Linked DNA regions of Triticum aestivum: region 1 is linked to region 2. Evidence: chromatin contacts called from public Hi-C data. All regions are on one chromosome and are shown on one strand. The core of a region is the stretch at or near the end of the contact, and the rest is flanking DNA. Distances in the headings are between cores, read along the strand shown. Region 1 holds the start of LOC123045891 (protein NLP2). Region 2 holds the start of LOC123045889 (transcription factor RF2a).

Region 1 (5,841 bases), core at 822-3,321, 320 kb after region 2:
TGATATTGTAGTTTCATTATAGTATATATGCAACCACCGACACAGAAGTCAGAATTTTCTCCACATAAGTATAAACTAGTTAGCGGATAACATAGAATCACACCATGAAAGACCCACCAAATCAACGCATTATAAATAAAAATAAAACACACTATCATCCCCCCCCCTCCCCGCCAAACTAAATATTACATCAGTTCCAAAATATAAGGGGTATTAGTTTCTTAGAAAGTCAAATTTCCTTAACTTTGACCAAGTTCAGTGCGAATATATCGACATCCACAATATTAAAAAAAAGTGTGAAAATTCATTCATGATGAATCTAAAAATACTGATATGATACTATGGATTTTTATATATTTCTCTACAAATTTGATCAAACTTAAAAGATTTGCCTTTTTAAAAAGTAATACACCTTATATTTTGAAATAGATTTTTTTAAGAAACCCAACAACACCAACGGCGCGGCAAAGCACACCCAACCCTTCTAGTAATAGAAGAAAACCGCTCGGATTCTTCTGAATCTCGCTACTAAGATTCCTAAATGTGCCTTCCCTCTAACATGCAATGTTTGACCATTTCTGTTCCGATGTGATTTTTTTCATCACAAAAAGGTAACACGAAGAAGATTTGTGGCACAGAGGTGTGGGAGCATGTAGATTTTTGACCGTCTGATTGCCTCGCGATTTGGAAATTTGCTTGGTCTGTGCATCTCTCATGCTTTTTCTTTTGACTTTCAAATTTGTATCTATTATATCTTTTAAACTGAAATTATAATTTATGTTTCATTTGCATATTTGTGTTCCTTGTGACAAGGGCTTTGAAAGTGGCCAAAGTTCTATTTGTAATTCTAATTTATGGCCGACCCCGAATTCCCCATTCCCAACAGATAACGTGAGGCGGCTCGCTACAATCTACCATCAACGAAACCGATTTTTGCTAGCTAATGGTTAGAACGCCTAGAGCTAGCTAGCTCGCTAGGAGGATTGCCCACGCTAATGCTATATCCTAAATGATTCCCCACCCGAAAATGTTCTCTCCCTGTATACGCTGGCGTCATTCTCTGACTAAACCAACAAGGAACAATAGATATGCTCGTACCTTAAAGTACTTTCCCGGAGGTTCAGTGCGATATTTCTTTGGGAAAAAGGGTCCGGTGGTACGTACGCCACTGATGCTGAGCGTCTTGAGAGCGATTTGTATGCTACTTGCACGGTTTGCGGTCGCATGAAAAACAATGTAATCTCTCCTCCCTTTCATGTTTTCAAATGTTAATTACAAAAAAGTCAAGTGGCAAGAGGAGAGGATGGATTCGTGGGAGTTTTATAGGAGCTCGCTCCGTGGTGTGGTCGGTCAAACTTGCAGTAGGTGGCCGTGGAAGTGCATCTACACGTAACGCTTATCCCCCCCAAAACGGAAATTAAGACAGCAGTATGTTCAATGCCTACAGTCATTTTCCTTTCAAATGCCAAGCTCTTTTTTTTAGCTTATGCATAGTTGCTTTGGACAGTTTGCATACAACCTACATAGTTCGACGTCACTCCAATGGGTTCAAAATAAAAAAAAAATAAGTAAAACCACCAACCCATGATTGAATCCTAGGAGCGACAGGACTCTTTAAAAACAAAATACGACCACAAAACGCTCACAAACATGCGCATGCACCCGTTTCTTATGAAGCTACACACACTATACACCAATATAAATACCTTTGAGATGAAGCCCGCACATCTTCTGTTTGACGGGCTCACTAGTCACCACATGTGTTCGTAATTGAGGGGAAGTTGTCTCCCACCCGAGTAAATATTGCCGAAGAAAACATTGTCCACCGTTGTCGAAAAGGCCTAAATTACATTTAAAAAATATTACAAATACCCCATCAAATCAAATTACAGTAAACTAAAAGCTACTCCCTCCGTCCCATACTGAGGACGGAGGGACTAACTGTTTGAGGTACACTCAATTTGGCAGAAGCGACAGATCTGGCGGCGTCAAGTTTTGCTGCAGCTTAGGAATTCGTTCCGTATCAGTTTGCCATTCTAGCACCATTTCCTGTGCCAAAACAGAGGAAGAGAACCCAAGGCCAGAAAAAATCAGCCCAGCTAATAATTAATCATTTAAAGAGGGCGGCCGTGACCGCGAGCCGGGAAGAATCCGCTGCGGGGAGTAGAAAAACAACTAGCTCAAAGCCAGCGACCGGGCTAGAGAATTTCCAACCTCCAATCCAAGCCTCGCCCTCTTCTCGCCTCGTCTCCCTCCCAGCAAGTAGTAGTAGCCTCCGATTCCCTCCTCCCGCCGCCTCGTCAGATCTGCGCCACCGCGCCGCCTCCCCGTCAATCCGTCGTCCTTATCCCGCCCGCCAGCCGAGGAGTGGCGGCCGCCGCTTGGTTTCTTCCGTCCGGGGCTGGCGCTATCGGCGGCGGAGGCTGCCGGGCCTTTTCCGGACCAGCAAATGGTTCCGGAGCTGGGGCTTGGAGGCTTCCGGTTCGGTGTGGTCTGCTGATTGGGCCCAGCCGGGGTACGGTTGGCTCTGCCGGCTTGAATTGGAGGTTCTGAGCTAGACTGAATTTTGTTTCGTCGGAGGAGCTGATTTGGTGAAGTTGTTTCAGGCGGCGACTGATTCTTGGGGAGTAAGCTTCCGGAACCTGCTTCTTTTGATTGCCTTCGTGCTCAATTTCAGATTATAGAGCGTTTTTGGATGAGACGGATAGATTATAGAGCTTCTGTCTTGTGTGCTAGCTTCTTCATCCGTCAGAAAACAGGACTTCTGCAGCTGCTTCGGTTGCCTTTTCCTCCAAAGGTTTGACCTTTTGAGTTAAGTTATTGTGCCGATGATGAACTGCTGATCTAGGATTCTTGGAGTGTGCTTAGTCACTGTATCAAAAGCAGTCTCCTGTTCAGATTCTGCCTGTTAAATCAGTCCTTGTGTTGCACTACGAAGATTCTGATTTGAAAGGACACACACTGTGCCACCCTTTTTATCTGTCCCCAACACAGTGCACTCTTAATTGTCCCACAGGAGTGGATAAGTATCTGGAACCAATCGAGGCAGCAAAGCCATGGATGTGCCTATGCCTTCACAGTCCAACCGCGCTGGATGCAATGGAAGCGTCGGCAGCCCGTCGGATGATCCATATGGCGTTACAGCCATGATGAACTTTGATGGGTACTCAGAGCTCTGCGGCAGCCCTTCATTAGCTGACCAGCTGTTCTCGTTGCTGAACGATTCGTCCACACACCAGATGTTTGCTATGTGGTCATCCTTGGGATCTTCGCCACGTGCTTCTGGTGTCAGTGAAGATATGCAGCTCGATGCCTATTCCAGTGTACCTGGGGATCAAAAGGTTGATTTGGTATCTTCAGTGAATCCAGCTGAAACTGGGACTGGGAGAATGGCCAAGAGTTCAGGCGACCTTGGCTCAGATGGTGATCCTGAGCAAGGAAGTACTAGTTTGGTTCCGAGGCCTATTGCCGGCAACTTACTCGCTGACAGGATGCTCATGGCTCTGTCTTTGTTCAGGAAGTCACTTGGCGGCGGCGTTCTTGCGCAGGTCTGGATGCCTGTTGAGCAGGAGGGGCATGTCGTGCTTAGTACATGTGAACAGCCGTTTCTGCTTGACCAAGCTCTTGCTGGGTACAGAGAAGTATCCAGGCATTTTGTGTTCTCCGCTAAGGAGGAGACCGGCCTTCAACCAGGGCTTCCAGGGAGGGTCTTCATCTCCGGTGTGCCAGAATGGACCTCAAATGTGCTCTACTACAGCAAGCCAGAGTATCTGAGGATGGAGTATGCTCTTCATCACGACGTTCGAGGATCACTTGCTATGCCGATATACGACCCCAGCAAGGGCTCTTGCTGTGCAGTGCTTGAGCTTATCACAAAGAAGGAGAAACCTGACTTTGCTGCAGAAATGGACAACCTTCGCCATGCCTTGCAGGCAAGTTCTAACTTGCTCCCCACCCCTTCCTTTATTTAGTTATGTTTAGCTGGGAAAAAATAGTGATTTACCCATGAAGGAGCGTGTTTACTTCCCACTGCAATGTCTATTATCTCGTATACTGCTTCATTAGTGTATTCTATTAATTTCATGACAAGGGAACATGAACTGTGATGTGGATGCCATTTATAGATGCCATGAATAAAAGCATATACTGAAATTTAAATGCTTGTATTCTGGGAACTCGTATTCATATTGCACTGTCCATGGACAATGGTGGGTGTTTCTTGCACAATCTGGAATTTCTCTTAGCAGTTACGTTTAATACTTATCGTATAACTCTTCTGTAGGCTGTGAACTTGGAGACAGCAAAGGATTGCATTGATCAGAAGGTACCATTCTTCACTTCTCTAATGTTTCTGCTGTGCATCATGGATGCTGGATACAAGTTCTCTTTACAGTTTTGTGTGTGTTTATCTATTGATGTTTGATGTATGTGATGTCTCTTTATTTGCAGGTTTATTCAGCAAATCAGAAAGCCGCTTTCACTGAGATTTTGGATGTTCTAAGAGCTATTTGCCATGCACACATGCTTCCGTTGGCCCTCACATGGGTCCCTTCATCAAATGGCAGTGATGGTGGTTATGTTGGACATGATAGTGTCCTTGATTCTCAGTCAGGAAAAACGATACTCCGCATCCATGAATCAGCGTGTTATGTTAATGATGCAAAGATGCAAGGATTTTTTCATGCATGCACTGAAACTCACCTTGAGAAAGGGCAAGGTATTGCAGGCCGAGCACTCAAGTCCAATCTGCCGTTCTTCTCTCCCAATATCAGAGAATACGGAATTAAAGATTACCCACTCGCACACCATGCTCGTAAGTTTGGCCTGCATGCTGCTGTAGCAATCCGGCTAAGGAGCACATACACCGGTGATGATGACTACATACTAGAATTCTTTCTACCAATCAACTGCACAGGCAGTGAAGAACAACAGATGTTATTGAATAACCTCTCCAGTACTATGCAAAGAATATGCAAAAGTTTACGAACAGTTTCTGAAGCAGAGGTTGATAAAGTTGATGCTTGTACTGCAGTAATGTATAAGGCAACCAGTGGAAGTTGCTTGCCTACTGGTCAGTCTGAGAGTTCTTCGCGTGGTGATCAACCAGCCACAGAAGAGGCATTCCAGGATCTATCTTTAATTGATAAGCAACGGGGCATGTCCGAGCAGGTTCTCTCATACTATATATTTTACTTAAATATGTGGTATTCTATGCAAGCATATTGGTCCTGGTTTATGAATAATGTTAATTAGCCTGGTTTGAGCTGAAATCTTTTTCCGAGACTTATGCTCATCCACCTTGGTATGATATGTTGAACATGCATAATTCCTTGGCTCAAATCGAATCATCTTCTCAAGTTTTTTGTTGAAACGCTTAATTTGTTTGACACTTAACAAATTATATTAGTTGTGTGTTATGACTTAGCAGTGCTGAGCACACACATTTGTAATTTTGTCTATTAAATAATGCCATAGTTCTAATGCCAGGTTTGATTAGAGGAGAAGGACTCCGATAGTTTAGGCTGGTAGGAACTCCCATATTTGACATGCCATTAGCACAATAAATCATCTTTCGTAAAGGCGCATTCTCATGGTTGGCTATTACTCAGCTTCGTTACATGGTTAATCATATTGAAGTGGGTTAAATCTGCAGAACCTAGATCATCAACATTGATGCATGCATTTAACTCTGAATCGGTGTGCTAACCTGGGTTCTTGATATCCTCTTGACTAGAAGCTTCTCCTGCACTACAGGCACAGTCTAGTACAATGCGACTTGCGGAGAAAAAGCGCAGTACAGCTGAGAAGAATATTGGCATGGATGTTCTTCGTAAGTACTTC
Region 2 (5,457 bases), core at 845-3,344:
CATATCAATGTGCAAGAATTTAAATTAAGGTAAAGCCCAATAGCTAACCTGTAACAGGGCCAACTGAGCTGATAGCGTAGTTGCTTCTGTTTGAAGACACTGTACTTTCCTCTCAAGCTCCGCAATGTAGCGCATCTTTCTTTCTTTTGATCTAGCAGCTGACTGGCGGTTTGCCATGATCCTAAAATGTTTCAACAAAATAGAAGTTAAGAAAAATCAATCCAAGTAATAAGCACTAACCCCTAAAGGCACACACAATGAATAACACCAAATGGTTGGAACAAAATAACTGGAGCCAAATCAAATTACATGACAAAGACACATCCAGATTGTTCTAGCAAAGAAACACACTGAGAAGTTACTCTCATGATATTAAGAGGCTAATAACTTGCACACACTGCAATACTTGCACTAAATTACCATCAGTGAAAAGGGCTATACTGAATTACAATGGTGAAACTCTGTGCTCTCATGTGGCCTCACTCCAACAAAGGTAATGCAATAAAATCAGATATAAGAATTGTACTGACAATTAATCACACTAACATATCCACATATAGAGTTACTTAATTAACAAATGAACAAATTATAAGAGTTAGGTCGTTCTTCATGCCAGAAAATGATGCACTCGCATACATCACCAATTCGCTAGCGTATTTTAAAATGCATATCGCACCAAAGAAGTAAGATTAATATATGTTTAGTACTAAGCTATACTGGAACTATAGACGGTCTCTGTTATATCAAAATACATAGACAGTCCCCTGTGCCATGTTTTGTTCATATATGTTTAGTATTAAGCTATACTGGAACTATAGACGGTCTCTGTTATATCAAAATACATAGACAGTCCCCTGTGCCATGTTTTGTTTCAATCAATCAGGCCAAAAAAAGAGCAGCAAGATCACGTATGATTACTGACTGTTCTGGAAAAACATATGATTCGAGATTCCACAACTTTCGCCCCTTTCACACTTTGTACCTGGGACTGGACTCCTTTTCAAAGAAGGAGAATCCATGTAACCTGTCCCTGTCAACCGCCGCAATTCGATATATCCTACTGCGCGAATCCCTAATAAAGACCAAAAATAGCAACGAAGCAAAGGGAAGTCGGTTCACTTGCGCCGTCAGGGTAGCCTCACCTCTTGGCGCGCTTGGGGTCAACGAGAGCGAGCTCGGCGAGCTTGGCGTCGGAGATGGCCTTCTTGGCGTCCGCGCCGTGCCTCCCCGGCATACCGGAGGAGGCGGACCCGAAAGACGTGGAGCCGTCCATCGACATGCTGTGCTGGTGCCGCGGCCGCGCGGGCGGCGGCGGCTGCGGGTACGGCGACGGCTCCAGCGGCTCGGAGAGTCTGCCGCCGGCCTGGAGGAACATCTCGAACATCCGGCTGCCCCCGCTGCCGCCGCCGCCGCCTTCCTCGTCCTCCTCGTACTCGTCGTCGTCGTCCTCGTCGCCGCCGCCGCCGCCGCTTCCTCCGCCCTCGCCGACGACGCCGAGGTCGGCGTCGAAGGTGAGATCGTCCGGGAGGGCGGTGGCCCCGAGGAGGATCTCCGACTGCGCGCGGCGGTGCCCCGCCGGGCGGCGCGGCGTGGTCTCGGCGGCGGCGTCCTGCGACGCCGACGCCGATCCCGCGGCGGAGGTGGAGGTGGAGGCGGGCGGGGCGTCCATGGCGGGGTTGGGGATGGGAGATCTGCGGCGGGGGAGGAGAGGGGAATGCGGGTGCCTGCGCCGGCGGGGGGAGGGAAGGGGAGGGGAGGGGGCAGGGGGACACGGGGAGCAGAGGGGGCGGAAGCTTAGGAGGGGCAGGAGGAAGACATGCTCGCGCGGAGGTTTGACCAGGGCATTGACTCTGCAGGGAAAGAAAGGAAAGAGGAGGCGACGGGGGCCGGATGGCCGGATGGGGGTGGGGCACCAGCGCCCAATGCGGCGGCGTGCCGCATGCCCGGTTCGGCTGATCGGCTCGGCCGCTGCGCCTTCCGTCCCGTCCGTCCGTAGCCTGGGCCTCGTGGGCTTTCGCGCTCCGCCTCCGATGATGATTCTAGACCGACCGAGCCTCGGTTAGGTGCCTCGCGGCTCGCACCGTGCAGCGGCAGCAAATTCGTCGGGTGCTGGGGAACGGACGGGTTTGGCTGAGCCGCCGCCACCTCTCCACGCAAGAACTTTTGTACTGGTGCTCAGTATTTTTTTTTCCCGGGTAGTACTGGTGCTCAGTATATCCGTGAAACGTACTCCCTCCGTTCAAACATATTTATCATCAAAATGGATAAAAAAAGATGAATCTAAAACTAAAATACATCTAGATATATCCCATTTATCCATTTTGATGACAAGTATTTCCGGACGGAGGGAGTATCTTATACAGGCCGAGCATTTTTTTTAACACAGTACATATCTAGTATTTGACACACTACAATCTAAAGAGTGGTTTAATAATATACGCTTATTTAAACAGTTGATGAGCAATGTACAACCTTTAACAAAATGTGTTGGATTGTGTAAAGATACAGTTTTATCATCCTTTAATAAATTGTGTTGGATTGTTGTAAAGATATGGTTTTATCGTCCTTTAATAAAATGTGATGGATTGTGTGAAGATATGATTACCCGCAAAAAAAAATATGTAAAGAACGATTTTATCATCACTCCCCATTAACTCTATCACATACTCCCTCCATCTCATAAGTGTCAAAAATCGTCTTACAATATGGACGGAGGGAGTAGAAAGAAAAAGAAAAGGAAATAAGCTAGAGCACCAGAAGGCATGTTTGTTTCAGTTTCAGTTGGCTTCAAATCACCTATAAATTCGCTTCACTAGCAAAGTTGTTTCGCAAAATCGGCTTTCCAACTGAAGTACACTTTGCCTCTGCACCTCTAGCAGTTTGTCTAGCAGGCGATGTTAGTGGTTGAAATGTTGATTTACTTTAGCTTCACAACAAAAAGAGATAATTAGTGAAAGACTGCGTAATTGACTAAAATTAGCCTTGAGCTCGGGCATGGCTGTTTTGGTTCTCGGGAGCATTTGCTTCACTGATGAACAATAAATTCAAAACAGGAAACAAACAAATTTTAAAAATTGAATTTTTCATTGTACATATTCATATGTTAGTGTCCAAAGTGTACATGACAAATTTTATGTGAAACGGAACAGTAGTTTTGTCAACAAAAAAATGTTACATAGTCAAGAAATGCCAAAAAAAATGACATCCGATTTGCTCTTTTTTGCGCAGATAGAAATGCTTGGGCATTCCACCTAAGCATTTGCAGATAACATTTAGACAAGAATATGTACATGTCTAATTTTTCACCTTTTTTACATTTACAAAACTATTTTTGGCGGGCAGAAGCAAATGCTCCCCAGAGCCGAATTGAATGTCCGCTTGAGTTCAGATGAACAAAGAAAAATATTCTACAAAAAAATATGAGGCTGATTGGTTTAAGGTCAATATTTGGCTAGCCAACATTTGCCAAAATCAAAAATTGTGAAAATAAAAACATTTGGCAAGAATTAATTGGTTGCCAACCAATTGATAGCCTACTTCTTTTTGACTCGCAGACAACTGGCATGCCAAATATTGGCATCAAAACCAATCAGGCTCATAGAGAAACTAAATTGTGGAGTGCGAGCTTATGGCTGCAGAGCTCCATGGAGCTTGGTAAAAATAAACATATTGATAAGTTTCAAAACAAATCCCTAAAAACTTGTATGTGTTTACTGCAGATTGTGAAATATTGTTTGAAAAGACTATAATTTGTAGGCTACACAGGTAAAATAAATTTTGGCCCAACAACAAAAAAAGCAGATCATTTTGAAATACATGTCATTTTTACGCTACATGTGAAAGAATTTGTTATAAATTTCACACATATGTACTACCTCCGTCCTGGTTTATTGGTCACCATAGTATTTTGTGTCAAACTTTGACCATAGATTTAACTAAGTAAATAATAATGCATGTTAGCAAAAATTATATCCCTAGATTCGAATTTGAACATAGTTTTGAGAGATATTATTTTTGGTTACACGCGTTAACATTTTTTAGTTAAATCTAAGGTCAAAGTTTTGCACAAAATACTAAAGGGACTAATAAACCAGGACGGAGGTAGTAGTATATGTGTATGTTCATTTATAGGTTTCTCTAAAAAAAAATCTGTGATGTATAAATACCGCATTTTAGCCCGCATTCCATTACTCCCTTCGTAAAGAAACATAATAGCATTTAAATCACTTTATTAATCTAAACGCTCTTATATTTCTTTAAGGAGGGAGTACCATTTTTCGCTAAATTGTACCATCATCTGAAATCCTACAGTAGCAATTATTTGAGCATCAGATACCATAACCATTTCATCTAGCCCCGGCGTGGCAAACTTGAGCATCATATAAAGATATCCGACCCAAGACGTAGCAAATTAGACATTACATCAACCAAAAGAGAGCTCAACTTCCTACCGCGATGTAACGAAGGCAAGTATATATTACTTAAATTTAAGGAAAGACTGCATAGAACAATTCATACCAAGGCCAACTCACATATTCCATCACATTCACATTAGGCTATTACACTACAAAGAATGCCAGAGTTGGAAACTCACAACTGCAGTAGAAGCAACCCCTGGTAGCCCTGTACATGTTCCAACCCCCTAATTTGAGTAACAGTTGGAAGATCAACATCTGCAGATACATATATGACATGAGGAAGGGTCTAAAACGAACGAACTAGGGCCAAGGCTGGCATTTTTCTTAGGAGTATTATTTTTGCTGCCTATCTAAGGGGCTCTTCAGACTATGGAAGACACATTCCATTCACTATCACTACTGCATAGGTACAGTTGGCCTGGGGAGTATGGAGTTGACAAGATCCTCGTTTATTTTCACGGGTAGTGGTGGCATCTGCTTCATGATCTCGGGGGCATCATTCATCCTGCAAGCATGTCGCGTGCAAATTATAACTTCACTTGATTCCTCTACGAATGAAACTCAGCCATCATGCTTATTCTTGAAAGGAAAAAATAATTATGATTTGAATCTTAGAATCCTTAACAATTTGAAGACAAAAAACTTTATGCAAATTAAAGGTCGATTAGATATGATGAAGTATGGCATTGACGGGTATGAGCATACGGTCACTTTTTTACAATGAAAAAAAGAAGACGAGCCCTAAAAGTGGATTTGATTAAGCGGACAGATATTGGTTTTCTTGAATTTCTCATGCCGCAAGAAACTGACCTTATAAGCCTATAAGTTTCTTGTAGCAATAGTAGTAACACTGACTAGCAGATGTTTCGCCAAATAAAATAAAATTGGCTAGCAGATGAATCCACACAAGAACATTCATCTACTGTGAACACACATATATGATGTGCCAATGTCGGAAGAAATGACAGTCCTAAAGACAAAATTTATCCTTTCCTTGTGTAATAGAAATTACTCTGTGCCTACTGATAAAAGTGTCAAA

The links. Hi-C and Micro-C count contacts between places; a contact is called where the count stands out from the background.
Region 1: a Hi-C map of leaf shows a contact between it and region 2, with 8 times the contacts expected there. The contact joins the promoter of LOC123045891 here to the promoter of LOC123045889 in region 2. A contact is called at or near these places in 3 of 5 Hi-C or Micro-C datasets (all in leaf) and 1 of 1 datasets of contacts at active chromatin or transcription factors (leaf).

The regions. Positions count from the first base shown.
Region 1 is chr2B:536,211,956-536,217,796 of IWGSC CS RefSeq v2.1, forward strand. LOC123045891 (protein NLP2) reads left to right here and starts at 2,072. Exons shown (of 7, transcript XM_044469126.1): 1 at 2,072-2,515; 2 at 2,607-2,797; 3 at 3,017-3,932; 4 at 4,283-4,324; 5 at 4,450-5,169; 6 at 5,755-5,841. The coding sequence starts at 3,057.
Region 2 is chr2B:535,891,733-535,897,189 of IWGSC CS RefSeq v2.1, forward strand. It overlaps LOC123045889 (transcription factor RF2a), which reads right to left and starts at 2,095. Exons shown (of 4, transcript XM_044469119.1): 1 at 1,143-2,095; 2 at 49-181. The coding sequence starts at 1,669. LOC123045890 (homeobox protein Hox-B3) reads right to left here. Exons shown (of 7, transcript XM_044469120.1): 7 at 4,459-4,923. The coding sequence ends at 4,815.